2 separate regions of the Mus musculus genome follow, and region 2 is linked to region 1. The links are chromatin contacts, called in public promoter capture Hi-C maps. All regions are on one chromosome and are shown on one strand. Each heading gives the region's core, a stretch centred on a gene start, on an enhancer-like site or on the middle of the called end of the contact. The rest is flanking DNA. Distances are from core to core; before and after follow the strand shown. Region 1 has its middle 45 kb from the start of Cd36. Region 2 holds the start of Gnat3 (guanine nucleotide binding protein, alpha transducing 3).

Region 1 (7,471 bases), core at 2,666-5,165:
TGCTAGAGAACTTTTAGAACAACGCCCGGTAGGCAATGTTAATTAAGTCTGTGTCCTGTGAAGTGAGACTTGCCTCCACACCCGTTCAGAGGTGGACAGTATTGCTCAGAGTGGGTGCTGTTGGCTAAAATGACAGTCTCATAATGGCAAGGCCTTCACTTGCTCGAATCAGCAGTATTTCAGGAACAAGCACCCACTAAATAGACTCTTTCTAATTTCAAAATGCAAGTAAAGGTTTTCTAATCTGAAATGTTCACTGAGAACTCCAATTAGTTAGAATAAATTAATTGTTTGAATAATTTAAGAATGAGGTTCTTCCATCTCATGTTTCATAACTTTGTAAAACATCCACGTGCATTTTCCTTAAAACACAGAGATTTGTGAAAAACAATTGAATAAAATATGGAGTTAGTTGTTAGAGAATTACCTATCTCAGTACCCTTGGGCTTAAACTAACTTCCTTCCTTCCTTCTTTCCTCTTTTTCTTCCTTTCTTTTCTCTTTTCTTTTCTTTTCCTTTCTTTCCTTTCCTTTCCTTTCCTTTTCTCTCTCTCTCTTTCTTTCTTTCTTTCTTTCTTTCTTTCTTTCTTTCTTCTCATTCTTTCATTCTTTTGGATTTGGTAGCATCTTTTATAGACATTTATTGATTTACTTTCATTTTTTTCATCCACTCAAAAATAGCTCTAAAATTTACTAGAAAAATGCTCTACAATTTTTCTGTGCTTCTATGGGCACCTCATAGTTACTGACCATTCTCCAGCGATTCTGTCCACAAGTTCATTGATTAAGCCAACAATGTCTGAGTCCTTTTTCTCCCCTTGCATGCATGACATAGACAATCTTTCTTCCATGCTCAGTTTTCTAGACTCCTTTTGCTATGTGTACCTTTCTCAAGATAAAATCAATGGAAACACTGAAATCAATATTTCTTACTGTTTATCCAAAGATATTCTTAAGAATTTATTGGCTTTTTCTCGTGTCTGGTTGTGATTTTTCTTGCTTTTATTTTGTGAGCGACTACAATTTGTACAGTCAATCGTCTTTCTGGCCCGACCACATTCTCCTTAACATTTTTCTGGGTGTAGTTGCTGTGGCTGACTAATAAAAGAGATCCAACTATCACCTATTTCTTATTTCCTTTCTTGGTTTCCTTCTAACTCTATTGAAAGATAACACAAAGTTTACTCCTTCTGTCTTCTATGCTTTTGTGTGTAGCATCCTTGCCCTGCAGCCTATGACAGTATAGTGTAAAACATTGTTTTATCAACCAACACCAGGAAACAGAAGGATAAGCAAAGGAAAATAAACTCTTTGCACTGGAGGGTAAACATAAAAGAGTTGACCATAATCATCTCATTATTTTCCCTAAGCCATTAATATTCCTTTTGAGTGTCCAGGATGCATTTTATCTTCTCAAATCTCCCATCCACAGCTTCCGTACATAGTAACGGGGAGCATTTCTGAAGCAGAAGTTCTGTAGAGTAAACAAAAGCAATTGAATCAATATGAATGGTCTTTCATTAAAAGAGAATGCTGAGTGGTTATTTTCCATGGCACAGAAACAAATCTCGGTCTGTTTTATAAGACTTAGGGACAGAAGTCTAGTTTCAACTATTCCCTAGTGCTTACATGTTGTTTTCCTTCAAATGCATCAAACATTAGTAGTGGGAATGAGTCTGCACATAGTTTTAAATCAATGTCTACCGACTTTTGCAAAGGACTCAGACTAATAGACATTTTAAGTGCTTTTATATACTCACTGTAATTCTCTTTCCAGGTTTCACATTATCTAAGCCTAGCCCCTCACACCAACCCTTCTCCTAAAAGATCTTATCTAAGATCATTGTTTGGTCTACATCTTGTATCTCTAACCACTTCCTTGTCTACTCAGGTATCTCTATGTCTAGTGGCTTTAGTTTCAGATGCTGGCATGCTGCATGCTGACTCAAAACTGTCTAAATCCTTTCAATATACATGCTTGCCATTCTGAAATTTCATGGTGACTGTGCTTCCATTAAAATAAATGAGAAATAACCTCTGAATCTGTGTGCCTTGTTGTACATAAATGTGTCTTAGACATCAGTAAAGCCAATAATTTATACTCTGCATATAAATTATACTCTATAAATTCTTACATTGTAAATAAATAGGTAGAATATGCTTATTTGACCTCATTGGATAACCACAATGGAATATGATAACAATTATGCAACTGATTATTATTTAATGAAAATAATTATAAATAATTGGTTAAAGTATTCTCTTATTACTATTTTATGTAGGTGTAAGCCGAGATCTTCCAAAGTCCCCAGGTCTGTGAATTTGGGCATGTTAGTAAAACTCTTTGTGACTTTGCTCCTGTACTGTAAAATTGGGTGATAAATGTACCTATTTCATAGGGTAATTCTAGAAAATTAGTGAGTTAATATATATATATATATATATACATTATAGATAATATTGTTTTATATATATATATATTTATATATATATATATATATATATATATATATATATATAATGATTATACCAGTGACTTTCATGTATTAATTAATTTAACAGCCTAAGTACAATTTTTACACTAAATTAAAAGTACTAAATATTAATACTATTTTAAATGATTAAGCAGAAAGATCAAAAGATTGAGTCAGGATTCTTCATCTAGAAAACATGTACTAACTCAAAAAACTCAAACAGTACTAACCAAATGTTTTCTTCAGTGCCAGTGGTACCTCCTTTAATTTTGATACTTAGTCCTCAAACCTGGGATAGTTCCCCCAACTAGCTAAATGTGTGCATGGTCCAGCTACCAATTTCATTGTCATGGTGATCCATGACTTGTCCATGTTTCTGAAACCTTTCCCAATATCTCCTTTCTACACCCACGTGCTAAGTCAGCTCTACATTTCCTTCCTAGTTTCTTTAGCAGCTTACTCTGGTCTTACCACCAACTGGTTCTGTTCAATGGCTGTTCTGTTCTTTGACTTAAATATAATAGAATGAAAATTTACTGAAGGAAATTTGCAGCACTAGATGCTATTACATGGCCCAAGATATTTTTAAAGCCCATTTTCTTAGTGATTCATACATTATACTAAAACCTTACCAAAACCACGCCACTCCACCCTATACTTGGGCTTGCCTTCTGCAGTCCTCAAGTATGTCATGGCTCCTTCCACTACCTGTGCCACAGCACCTCCTTCTGCTCTCTCTGGCATTCACTCTCAACACCTGGGAGTGTCTGTCACATTCTAACTCAATCAATGGTTTAGGACTATGTCCTTCAGATGACTTGTGATCTACTTGGGGAGGATCCCAGGCTTGTGCTTATTTGTATCCAAAATAAAGTCCAGAATCATGTGAATGAGGTCTCTAATTTCTGTAACCACAGTACTGGGACGGCTGAGACAGGCAGATCATCATGAAGTTTGAGTGTAAACAACAGAGGAAATTGTATCTTTAAAAAATAATAGTTGAGGGACTGGAGAGATGAGTCACTGGTTGCCCTTCCAGAGGACCAGGGCTTAATTGCCAGCATCTACATGGCTGCTCACAACTGTCTTGTTACTCCAATTTCAGGGGATCCAGTGCCCTATTCTGGCCTGCCTGGGCACCACACACATACTGTGCAGCATATTTACAGGCAAAACACTCATACACATTAAACGAAAAATAAACAATATTATTTTAGAAAAAGAAAATAAAAAGTAAATTCCAAGCAACGTGAGGACTGTAAAGTTCAAATATATTCTGCCAATTTATACCAGAAACAACTTAAAAGGCAGGATAAAAGCCTCAGAACCAGAAAATGCAAATAAGATCAAACAGGTTTGACACACTCTTTGTCTGTGTGCTTGGTGTTAATCTGACAGTGAGGAGAGACATATCAGAATATGGTTTGGGTTGCAGGCATGACTGGCCAGCAGGTGCTTGCTATGTAGGCAAAGGGTTGAGGGCAAGATAAGATTAGGGAAGGACATGCATCATACAGGGAGTGCCGTGCTCAGAGTCTGAGTTAATTTTAAATCTTTCCAGGCTACTAGGGATTGGAAAACAAATATAGGGCACAAGGCAGTGAAAAAATGCAGCTTGCTCTGACAGTGGAGTAAACCAGGCTAGGCTTAGAATATTATTTCTCAAAAACCGGTAGTAGACACTGGAGTACTGAACTTGGCACTCTTGATGCCTGCTTTAAAATAATTGTCATAATTATAATGTAACAATTATTATCACTGTTGCTTTAAAAAAAACCCAGAAATTTGTGCCTTGTTTACTGAGACACAGATTATTTAAGATTTTAACTTCCTCTCTATATTGTGTCTGTCTATTTCTTCTTTAAATGCTATTCAAAAATCATGAGTTTGCTTGTTACTAGATAGAAGAATGTTTTGTTCTCAAACCATATTATACTCTTCTGATGGACATTTCTATAATAACAACATCATAACATTGTGGCCAGGGTTTTTCCTTTGAGTGATATCTTGCTCATATAGATGAACAGTTCCTGGCCTTCTTTTGAAATAGAACTATGAAAAAGCTCTAAGGTGCTGCATGACTCCTGAGTAGGTAGCCTCTATCCCAGTGACCTCCTGGTGATTTCCCGATGACTTCTTAACACTACTCTTCCTCTTAGCCCAGAGTTTCTCCTTCTTAGAAGGTACATTTAGATTTCTTGAAAATTCTCAAAGGTTATGCTTCCAAACATACAGAGCATTGGGAGTTCCTCATACTTAGGTTCCTATTAACACTGTCTCTGCTGACTGCCAGAAAACATCTGTGGTTGAAGATGTTAATTATTACAAGGAGGTAACATATAGTATGTCAAAGTGACAGTGACTCAGTAAGCACTTGTGTTGAGCAATTTTTCCATCACTGAAAAAAAGAAATAGCTGAGTATAACAAGTTAAAGGGGAAATGATGTCATTAGATGCTGTAGAAGTTCCATTATTTCTGGACTTGCAGTGAATCAGAGCATTATAGCAGAGCAGCATGGGGTGGTACCCAAAGGGGCGGGAAAGGGGAAGAATTTGTAAGCATGGGACTAGGAAGAGAGGAGAAATGGGGTTCTCAATCAGGATGTAAAGTGAATTTTAACAAAGTTAATTTGCTAGAGCAAATGTGGAGAGAAAGAGCATAGGAAAAGGGGCAAAGGAAACCAGTTCCCTGCTTTTTACTAATTCTGCCTTCTAAATTTTCTATACCTTTATAATATCCCTTTGAATTATGAATGCATGAATGGACTAATCCATTCATGAATTTATGGCCTTCATGTCTTAAACAGCTCTCAGTTGTCCCAGTTGGAACACTGATTCATAAGACAATGTTTTCAGCATATGGAATTTTTGGTTCCATTAACATCCAAACAATAACAGAAACTCTAAAATTTTTAAAAAATTGGATGGAATTTAATTACAGTTGGTAAATTAGGGAAGGAATATAAAGTTGGGGAGCTGAAGTTGATGGTGAGATAAGACAATTTTAATCTCTCTAGGCAGAGGAGAGACTAGAATGATGCTAAAGATGTAATTGACAAGGAAGCAGTTGTCACAGTGTGTGGAAAAAGTCGTGGTTTCTGTGGCTTAGATGTTCATAATTTCCCTGTGTTCACATATGATTATAGAGTGGTTTTCTTTAGTATTTATTCATTATGATCTCAGAGAGGTATTATCTAAAGAAGAACATGAAAGCCTAGTTATGAATGCCAAACAGTGTCTATTGGTAGGACTAGGTCAGCTCTCACGAGTTGGCTGTTTTCCACAACACCCTGCAAACTTACATTATAAAGGCTGTATAAAAAACACCATTTCTACACAAGTTTGGAATAAGATTCTAAGAAAGTTCCTCTTGTAATTTCCTCTCTAGCTCATAAGATAGAGAAAACACACTGGATATTTCAATAGAAAATGTCGTTGTTTTGCTACGAGTGTGATTGTTAAGAGGCATGAAAGATGATCAACCTTTTGTATTCTATCAAAAGCTATTTTGATTAAACTTCACAGTTTGCCTTTTTTTTTTTGATGATGACATCTAAACAAATAAAATGTTCATTCTTTCTATTCAAGGACTATCCTCTCCCAGGGTGGATGTTCATTGTTGCTGCTTTCAAGTCAGACATATGACTATTTCATAAAACCTAAAATAACCATTTATTGAATACAATACTGTGTTGTGATCTTAAAATATTACATTTTTATTATAACTTCAAAAAATTAAAATGTGATTGCATCCTTTCCTCTTTCCCTTTCCTCTTTCCCTTTCCTCTTTCCTGTGCCCCTCATTTCCTCTTTCTCTAAGTTCTCCTTCCGCCTTTAATGCTCTCTCAAATTCATGCTTTCTTTTTGGTTATCTTTATTGTCTCACACACATTTCCATAATTATATAAATAAACCTTATAACTCCTCCTAGAGTCTCATATGTGTGCGTGTGCTCATGCGTGCACATGTTTTGGGCATGCCATGTATAGAATAAATACTTTGAAATATTAAAGCTGCTCAGGCCATAGGTTTATTTATATCCAATACAACCCATAATTGCCCTTTTAATGCTTTACTCTGATTGTTACAATATTAAACTAACGAATCATGTGTTGACCATTGAGTTGATATTTTGTTAGTAGCAATATAAAATGTGCATTACAAATAAACATAAAGTTGTATTAGTGATTTGGGGACATATTACTCTTCGAGTCCTTTTCTTCAGCATCAGATTTACATATGGTTATTATTATTTGTATACATCTACTGATTAACATTGTTGTCTGCAATGTTATTACAATGAAAAATGCAAACTTTCCTGGTGGTCAAAGGCTATTCTGTATGCCTAGTTTTGCAATAGAGAGTCACTTGAACTGGAAAAAAAATACAAATTTTCTTTATGCAATTAACTCTATGGTTGAGTTTTTAAATACCTTAAATATATTAACATAACTATGTAAATTTCTTTGCTTATGTCTACTCTTCATTTCGCCAGTGTCTTAACAGCTTTTTCCTTCAATCATTATAGAAGTTTTCAACTGTAAATTTGGCCTGGTCATTTCCTGGAGAATCTCCTTGTCTTGCACTTTGTTTGGCTGCTTTCATTCTCCTATATCTCTCCCTCTTTCATCCTATATACTTAAATAATCATGATACATTTTTGTATTGTATACCCTTTCTCTAATAAGATGGTCTAAACACTTGCTATGAAGCCAGAAGTCTATGTAATATCATTCACTGCTTCCCCTTTGAGAGGTTGTAGAGGTTTGAATCTGTTTCCAGATCCCAGATGATGTAAAAAAGAATGGTGGATATCCCTTGCTTATTGGTCTCTGGCCTTGGGAAGGCACTTTGTCTCTTGACTTTTTCTCCCAACTCTTACCTCTTCTATCTTCCACTCAAGACCCCCCACTTGACCTTATATTTATATTAAGTTATATTTGAGACACTAAACTACTATTCTACAACACACTGAAGTTAAGCTTTTTGTAGCTAAAT
Region 2 (7,471 bases), core at 1,556-4,055, 82 kb before region 1:
TTCTAATGAGACACAAAAGAGGAATGGATAGAGAGGGGAAGGGAAGTGGGGAGGCACTGGGAGGAGTAGAGAGAAGGTGACAGTAATTAGAATATTTTATACAAGAAAAGAACATATTTAAATTTAAAAACTGGTTGTCAACTAAGAGAGAGAGAGAGAGAGAGAGAGAGAGAGAGAGAGAGAGAGAGAAAGAAAACAACATAGGCAAAGGACTTGTAGAGGGGAGCAGCCCTCTCTATTCACTGATTCCTATTTTCATTAGCACAATGCTTACCTCTGCTACTCAGTGCATGATAAATAGGAAACTTCCTGTTCTATGCTTTGGCACCTAGAAATTAACTAGACAGTGAAGATCAAAGCAAGATGGAACGCACCAGGTTTTGTTTAGTTTTGTTTTGTATATTTCTTCTCTGTTTTGTAAGTACAAGATTAAATTCCGAATTGTCCATGATCATGGTTAAGCTTTGATGTCACACACTGTATGATATCTTAATGAAGCCAAGATTAAGATGAAAAAATACAGTGTAGCTAATGTGAGTTTAGTTAAAAATGAAAACAAAACAGATTTTATTGATTTGAATTTGACATCGAAATTAAATTTAGAGTTCAAAGTTCAAAAGGAAAATGCAGTCAAATGTTTCAAATATAAATCAAAATAGGGAAAACTGAAGACTGATTTATTTTATTAAATTAAGTCTTAGCAGCTCAGCATTGTTACAGTAGCATGAGAATGAATATATAAAACGCTTATCATCTTGGATAAATGAAAGATATAATATTACTTCTGATGATTCTTTCTTATCCCTGTTAATAAAAGTTACTCTTTCAACTTAATGAAGCCCATGAAGTTGCTAATTGTTCAAGAACAATTGGAATGCTTTTATTTCCATTTCAGAGCTTTACATATAGCAAATTGTGCCCTGACAGTTATGACTCTAGAGTGTTTAGCATTTCTGCATATAGAAGTCAATGCATATAATAGTCGGTCAACTCTTGATTCATAATTTGGGAAAACTCAATTTTCTCCATTACACCTTTCTATTTGGGGGCCTTCATTTTCATTGACACATTTTCAGTCACCTCTCCATATTCTTTTACCCTGTTCTTCCCCAGCACAGTCTCCTGTGCAGTTGGTCAGTTACTCCAGCACACCAACCACAAGCATGATACCTCTGTGGAGGTTTAGCAATATCGTCCTTGTAACTGGTAATTGATCCATTTCAGGGATTTGGCTTAGGATTTGTGCTTTTATAAAGTAAGAGAAAATATTTCTAAATGGTGTGTTGAAAATATTTTTCATTTCTTCTTGAAATTTATCTCAGCATGTAGACTTACCTTTATTAACTTAATGTGTGTGTATGTGTGTGTGTGTGTGTGTGTGTGTGAGAGAGAGAGAGAGAGAGAGAGAGAGAGAGAGAGAGAGAGAGAGAGAGGTACAGCCTGCAAGGGTGGGGAAGTCAAAGAGGCAGGACCTTGAAGAAGTTGATCAGTTGTATCCACAGGCAAGAAACAAATAGCAGGTGTTGCAGTGGACGTTTGTAGGACAATGAGAATGGCTTGTCAAAGAACTAGAGCAAGGAAAGAGAGACTCCCTTTCATGGAGAAACAAGAGACAGAGCCCACAGGCAGCTGCTGAAACAGTAGTGGGAGTAAAGCAAAAGAACACTTAGAAAATGATAAATCCACAATCCTGAAATAATGAATTACTTTGCATATAACTTATATCAGGGTAAATACACAGCTGCCAATAAGTTAGAGTTCTTGCTTGGATTTGTTTTTATATTGATTAAGAGGGTTTTTTAAAATTTTTTTTTTATTTTGAGAATCATTTACATAATATTTTAACACAAGGTTAATCTTTCAACACCAAAGCTAACTGGCTGATTAGTTGGCCTATAGCCTGACTGTGAAGAAACTGAAAAACAAACAAGAAAAGGAAGACTGAATCCACCCAATGCATCTTACTGGGTCATCTCCTGTAGTACACAATATATTTATCTAATACATGTTACCATATCTTTGTGCTAAAAATATCATGGGTTTTAATACCCTAAATCATACATTTTCTGCTTTCTCTAGAAGTCCACAGTGAAATTTCCCTTAAATCTCTCATGTTGCTGAGTTAGAAACAATTAGTATGCCCAACTCTGCCAGCTTGTTCCTCCAACAAGCAGTTACAAATTCTATTGTTTTATGCCAGTGACCACTGTGTGTCAAGCAGTTTCTGAAAAATGACTTGTCATTAAGTATTTTACTTGTTATTTGGTAAACAATAGAATGCAACAAAATAACAAATATGCATGAGTCTTCTTTGAGGGATGATACTCTGTAGTCTGTGAAAGACATAAACCGAGGCATCTAATATTTATCTCTTAAACAATGTAAAAAATGTGAAGCATAAAATAAATTATGAAATACATATAGGGTTCATGTGAAATCAGTACCCTTAGGATTCCAAACATATCCTTATATTAATCCTCCAGGAAGTGAAAAATTTAAAATTTGAGAAAAGCAACTGTGTCTGTCATAAATAAGGGGGAAAAAATCAGATGCTGAAAGCAAAAGAGAAGCACATTACCTAGTAGCAGTAACTTCACAGTTCTTGCATCCCGCTCAGCATCCTCCTGAAGCTTCTTCTCCAGTTCTTTGGACCTTCTGGCTGATTCCTTGCTCTCTGAACTAATTCCACTTCCCATCTTTTGATGTTAGTGGCTGGGCAGTTGATTTGCTCAAACTTTTCAAACACGGAGCACAGCTGTAGTTTAGATATAGGACATATGAGCGGTGCTCGCTACAACAGGCAGCAGCTACCCCTGCGCTCTCAATTCTGCTTTGACTAAGGGGATCTAGTCCATCTGTCACCTGATCAAGAGGAAAAACCATGCAACTCCAATGGAAGCTTAAGAGGAAACTCATTATGCTTTTAAATTAAGTGGTCACATCTGGCCCGCCTTCAAAATCATGCTTACCTGCCTGAGAGTTTAGCACAAAACACATGGAAAGCATTCAAAATCTTGAAATTAAAGAAAATCTGTGATGGGCAATTCAAGTGAAATGTTTCTTACCAACAGAAAATATTTATTATTGGTATTGTATTTACTATTAATCAAAAACACTTGCATTTTTAACTTTAAATACTTTGTTTTTCAGATTCTTCATAATTACCCCTTAGCCTCAAAAAGATTATGCATGATGCTATTCAAATTCCATTTTGCCTATTCTAAGGTTGGTACAAATATTGAGAATCTCTTAATATATCAATAAATTAGAAAACATTTAAATAATAGCAACAAAGGACATGATTTACATATTTATACATTTTTTTTTTAGCTATAAATGTAAAATTCTAGGTCCAGTATCTTAACATGGATTTTTATTCTCATAGGATTAATCACTATGAATTGAGCTTTTACTGCCTGTGTGAAAGTCAATCCATCACTGGTAATTGAAGGCCTACTTTGTATGGACACTGATCTGTGTTCAATGTGGACAGCACTTAACATTTTAGGGCCATTAAGCAACAGCTGTTGTGTTGGGGGTACACAGTCTGAGTTGATACTTACGGAATAAGGACCAATGTTTTGGAAGCATATAAAAATATCAAAGATAATCAGATGATAATCAAAATACTAAATATACCCAACTATGTTCCATAATTTTTTACCTACCCTACTAACATCCTAAAAATTTTTGAAAATTGGCTGCCTCAAGGGAAGAGAAGATTTTTACACATTTTTTTGTTTGTTTATCTGAAGCAAAAGGTATTTAGTAGACTGTCAAACAATATTCTTCTTATAAACACAGCTATCTGCCTGTAACAGCAAGTGTGTCTTACACTGTAGTGTGTCTTAGTACATTTAATTATAAAATACTTGAATAAAACTATCTAATCAAGCTGTCACTGCTGTTTTGCAGAGATCATGTGTGAAGTTTGAGCAGGTGGAATTTTGAATATTCATACAACAAGGAAATGGGCCACCAGACTAAGTACTCATTCCTGCTTTGTTTACTTTTGCACATTAAATATGTTGAGCTGAAGATAAAGACTAAACATAGTCAAAGCATCCTGAGTAAAGACTCAGAGAGGTACATATGCAAAGCTTTGTGCCACTCATTTGCCATTGCTTTTACTATGCAAAGAGCTAGTCCCAAAGGAAGGAGATCTGTCTTGCTACATTACTTATGATCAGCCCAGGAGACAGGCTTCCACCTCAGAATGAAAGACTTAGTACACTAAATCATCTTTGACATGTGTCATAGGCTGAATTGCACACATGTACATGTACATTCCTGCATGTTCCATTCCAGCAAAGGATTGACAGGAAATAGTATGTCATTTGCCCCCTATAAATACACCCCTTGCTTTTGTACAGGGATATACGTGGTTTTGATAGTTTTGGTGTTTTTGTTTTCCAAGTCTTCCTCAGCAGATTATTAATGAAAGCCAACTAGGTCTTTGAGATGTCATAATCACAAATTTTGTTGGTTCTTGGAAGCAAGAAAAATGAAACAATCCCCAAACCCATCTTGTTAGAACTGTATATACTGGCCATTTAGAATGGGATATATTACTAAACACACACACACACACACACACACACACACAGCATGTGTGGTTACTCAGAATAATCATTGAACATGACCTTTCAGGCATTACATCATTCAAAATGTGTGATGGTATCTTTCCTTTGGCGTCTCTCATTTCAAGAAAGAAACCGAGCTTGAGGCTGAGTGAGATAAGGTTGACTACTTTAATTCACAGAGTTACCACAACCTGAGTAGTACAAATAATTATTCTCAGGCTGCTTAAGGCTACATTCTTTGGATAATCTCCTAGCAGAGATAATTGGTGATTTAAAAATCTTATTTATCATTATTTTATATATTTTATTGAACATAAAGTCCATGGTGATCTGCCTTTTACTACTGAATTTCAAACTATATATATATATATATATATATATATATATATATATATATGTATGTATGTATGTATGTATGTATATGTATTTCTTTCTCCTGTCATTATTAATTGCCTGGGTTTTTACAGTCATTGACTTGGCTCTCCTTGGAGCTATTAAATGAGCTTGAATACAGTAGCTCATCTTCTGCTAGAAATTATCTAGGCAAACTATTGGATGTTTGGTTCTTTATTTTATGTTCATATCTCATAAGAGGTGTTGATTTCAAACATGGGGTCCCTGGACATTTGGAGTCCCTGCTGCCTTAGCAATGACCTTTCTACTTGTATATCCCCATGGGACTCCAGACAAAGCATTCTTCCTTTGATAATGGTACTCAGATGTGCACTCCAGGGAGTGAGTGCTGAGCAGGGCATTTCCTCTGGAGAGCTCGAGCCTTTTGGTGCTTCCAGAAAGCAATCTTAAAACTTGGTTCTCTGTGTCAGTACTTCACGTGGTACAGTGAGATGACACTGTTTATATTAAGTAATAAGCAATACAAATATGTATGTGATGTAGTTGGTATTCATCTTTATTTAGCCTATATACTGTTAATGAATGAAGATATGATTATATTTAATTGTTTATGAGAGTGTTTCTTTCTACCCCAAGTTCTATTGTAGGTTTCTTTCTAAGCATATTATATCATTTATATTACTAGCTCCCTGGTTTCCTGGGGATTTTTAGTTTTGACTGTTACAGCAGTTTCTTCTTACGTTTCCTGATATTAAAGACTGCTCTATCCCTGTTCAGTCTGCCTGATTATAGCAAATTTTAAATTATCCCATACCTAAGATTAATAATTAATTCCCTCTCTATTACAGATTTCATCAACAACTTTGTCACTACCACCTATCTATCAAAAATATTGCTCAGTGGTTCTCAAAGCATATTTTCTATTTTAGTTGGCTGAATCACTTGCATTTCTCAACATCCATTTCTAGTTTTCATTCATGTTTCTTTTCTTCTAAATAAGAATGCCTTTGTGGTCTAGAGATGGCTCTTTCCCACCGTGTCCATATTTTAATGAAGAAAGCAGATCAGTATATGTGCTCTCTCGTGTGCTTCCCTGTACGACCTGCCTCATCCTCCTAGGTAGGTGGGTAACACCAAGATGATGTAGCCTTCTCCTTTCCTCTGTCTTGTGGATTGAGTCCAAAGACACATTCATGCCAGACAAATGTTATGATATTGAGCTATACATGCAATTTCAATTCACTTCAATGTAAAAAAAAAATACTGTCAGGAACTGAATTAGAATGCTTCCTTTGGAAGAATCAGGTAAATTAGTGAGGAAATATGGTTAGAAGAAGAAATTGTGTTGCAACGCAGTTGCAATGGAAAGTCAGGCAATCCCTGGGAGATCTGAAGCTGAGATGATCCTTTGGGCTTGTGTTCAAACAAGTATAGAAAATGGGACCATTTATCCTTTCCAAGAACCAGACATTGAAATATGGGTTACAGTAAGGAGAAAGTATTATGTATGAGAAGGTTCTTATGGGTGAGGATAATTTCTGCACAAGAGTAGGCAAGAACAAGGATTTGTCAGCCAGGGGAGTAATTTCTTCCTCATGGCAGTTGTCTTAGAGTTTTATTGCTGTACCAAATGCCATGACCAAAAAGCAAGTTGGCAGGGGCGGGGCAGGGGGGTTTATTTGGCTTACATGTCTATCATTATAGGAAGTCAGAATGAGAATTTAAGCAGGACTTAAATTTAGAGGCAGGAGCTGATGCAGAGGCCATGGAGGGGTGCTGCTTACTGGCTTGCTCCTTATGGTTTGCTCAGCCTGTTTTCTTATAGAACCCAGGACCATCAACCCAGGAGTGACACCACACCACCCACAATGGGCTGGGCCCTTCTCTATTGATCACTAGTTGAGAAAATTCTATACAGCTAGATCTCACGGAGGCATTTCTCAACTGTGGGTCCTTCCTCTCTGATGACTACCTTGGGTCAGGTTGACACACAAAGGCAGCCAGTACAGCCAAGCACCTGTGTTTGCATTCCAGCTTCCCCGGCTCCTATACCAGTAACCGGCTTCAGTGTTTAGCACACATCTGTGCTTGTCCCAAGACTGATTGCTTTCATTTCTTGGGAAACGTACTATGTTGTTCTCAAGCCTACAACCATTGTTCATCATATCCTGATTGTGCTATTTATTCTAGATTTTCCTTCTCTGGAACAGCACTGGGTCATGACTTCTTTCAGATTTATCCAGTGGTGAAGACATCTGGGAGACTTTTGAAATGGGAACAGTGATGAGTTAACTAACCAAATTCACATAGGACCATAAAGTTTGATGAGGTTAGGGAATTTTGGTTCAAAGTCCATGGATAATCCATGGAAAATGAGTTTGAAGCATCACTTAAATACTTGTTCTAGCCTATCTTATCTGTTGAGATGATGAAGACTTTTATTACTGAGAGTTACTAGTCCCTGTTCCCACACCCTTTTTATACCGTGACTGCTGCCTTTGCTATTTACTAGTAAAATTGAGCAGGAAGCATCA

The links. Promoter capture Hi-C pulls out the DNA fragments that hold promoters and counts their contacts.
Region 2: a promoter capture Hi-C map of liver shows a contact between it and region 1, with 2.1 times the contacts expected there. The contact joins the promoter of Gnat3 here to the enhancer-like site in region 1. A contact is called at or near these places in 3 of 39 promoter capture datasets (the C10 cell line, liver and macrophages), 1 of 15 datasets of contacts at CTCF or cohesin (the G1E-ER4 cell line), 5 of 484 Hi-C or Micro-C datasets (bone marrow-derived macrophages, cardiomyocytes, embryonic stem cells and 2 more), 1 of 115 datasets of contacts at active chromatin or transcription factors (heart atrium) and 3 of 9 other capture datasets (adipose tissue, embryonic stem cells and liver).

What each region holds. Positions count from the first base shown.
Region 1 is chr5:17,877,490-17,884,960 of GRCm38.p6, reverse strand. It overlaps a transcript of Cd36 not described here. Among named protein-coding and RNA genes, the nearest start is that of Cd36, 45 kb to the right of the region's middle. Within about 2 kb of position 3,915, at least 27 of the 459 cell types and tissues checked have an H3K27ac peak or open chromatin away from gene starts, as enhancers often do. A contact at or near this core is called in bone marrow-derived macrophages, cardiomyocytes, heart atrium and 1 more, where this site is marked.
Region 2 is chr5:17,957,904-17,965,374 of GRCm38.p6, reverse strand. It overlaps Gnat3 (guanine nucleotide binding protein, alpha transducing 3), which reads right to left and starts at 2,805. Exons shown (of 8, transcript NM_001081143.1): 1 at 2,579-2,805. The coding sequence starts at 2,696.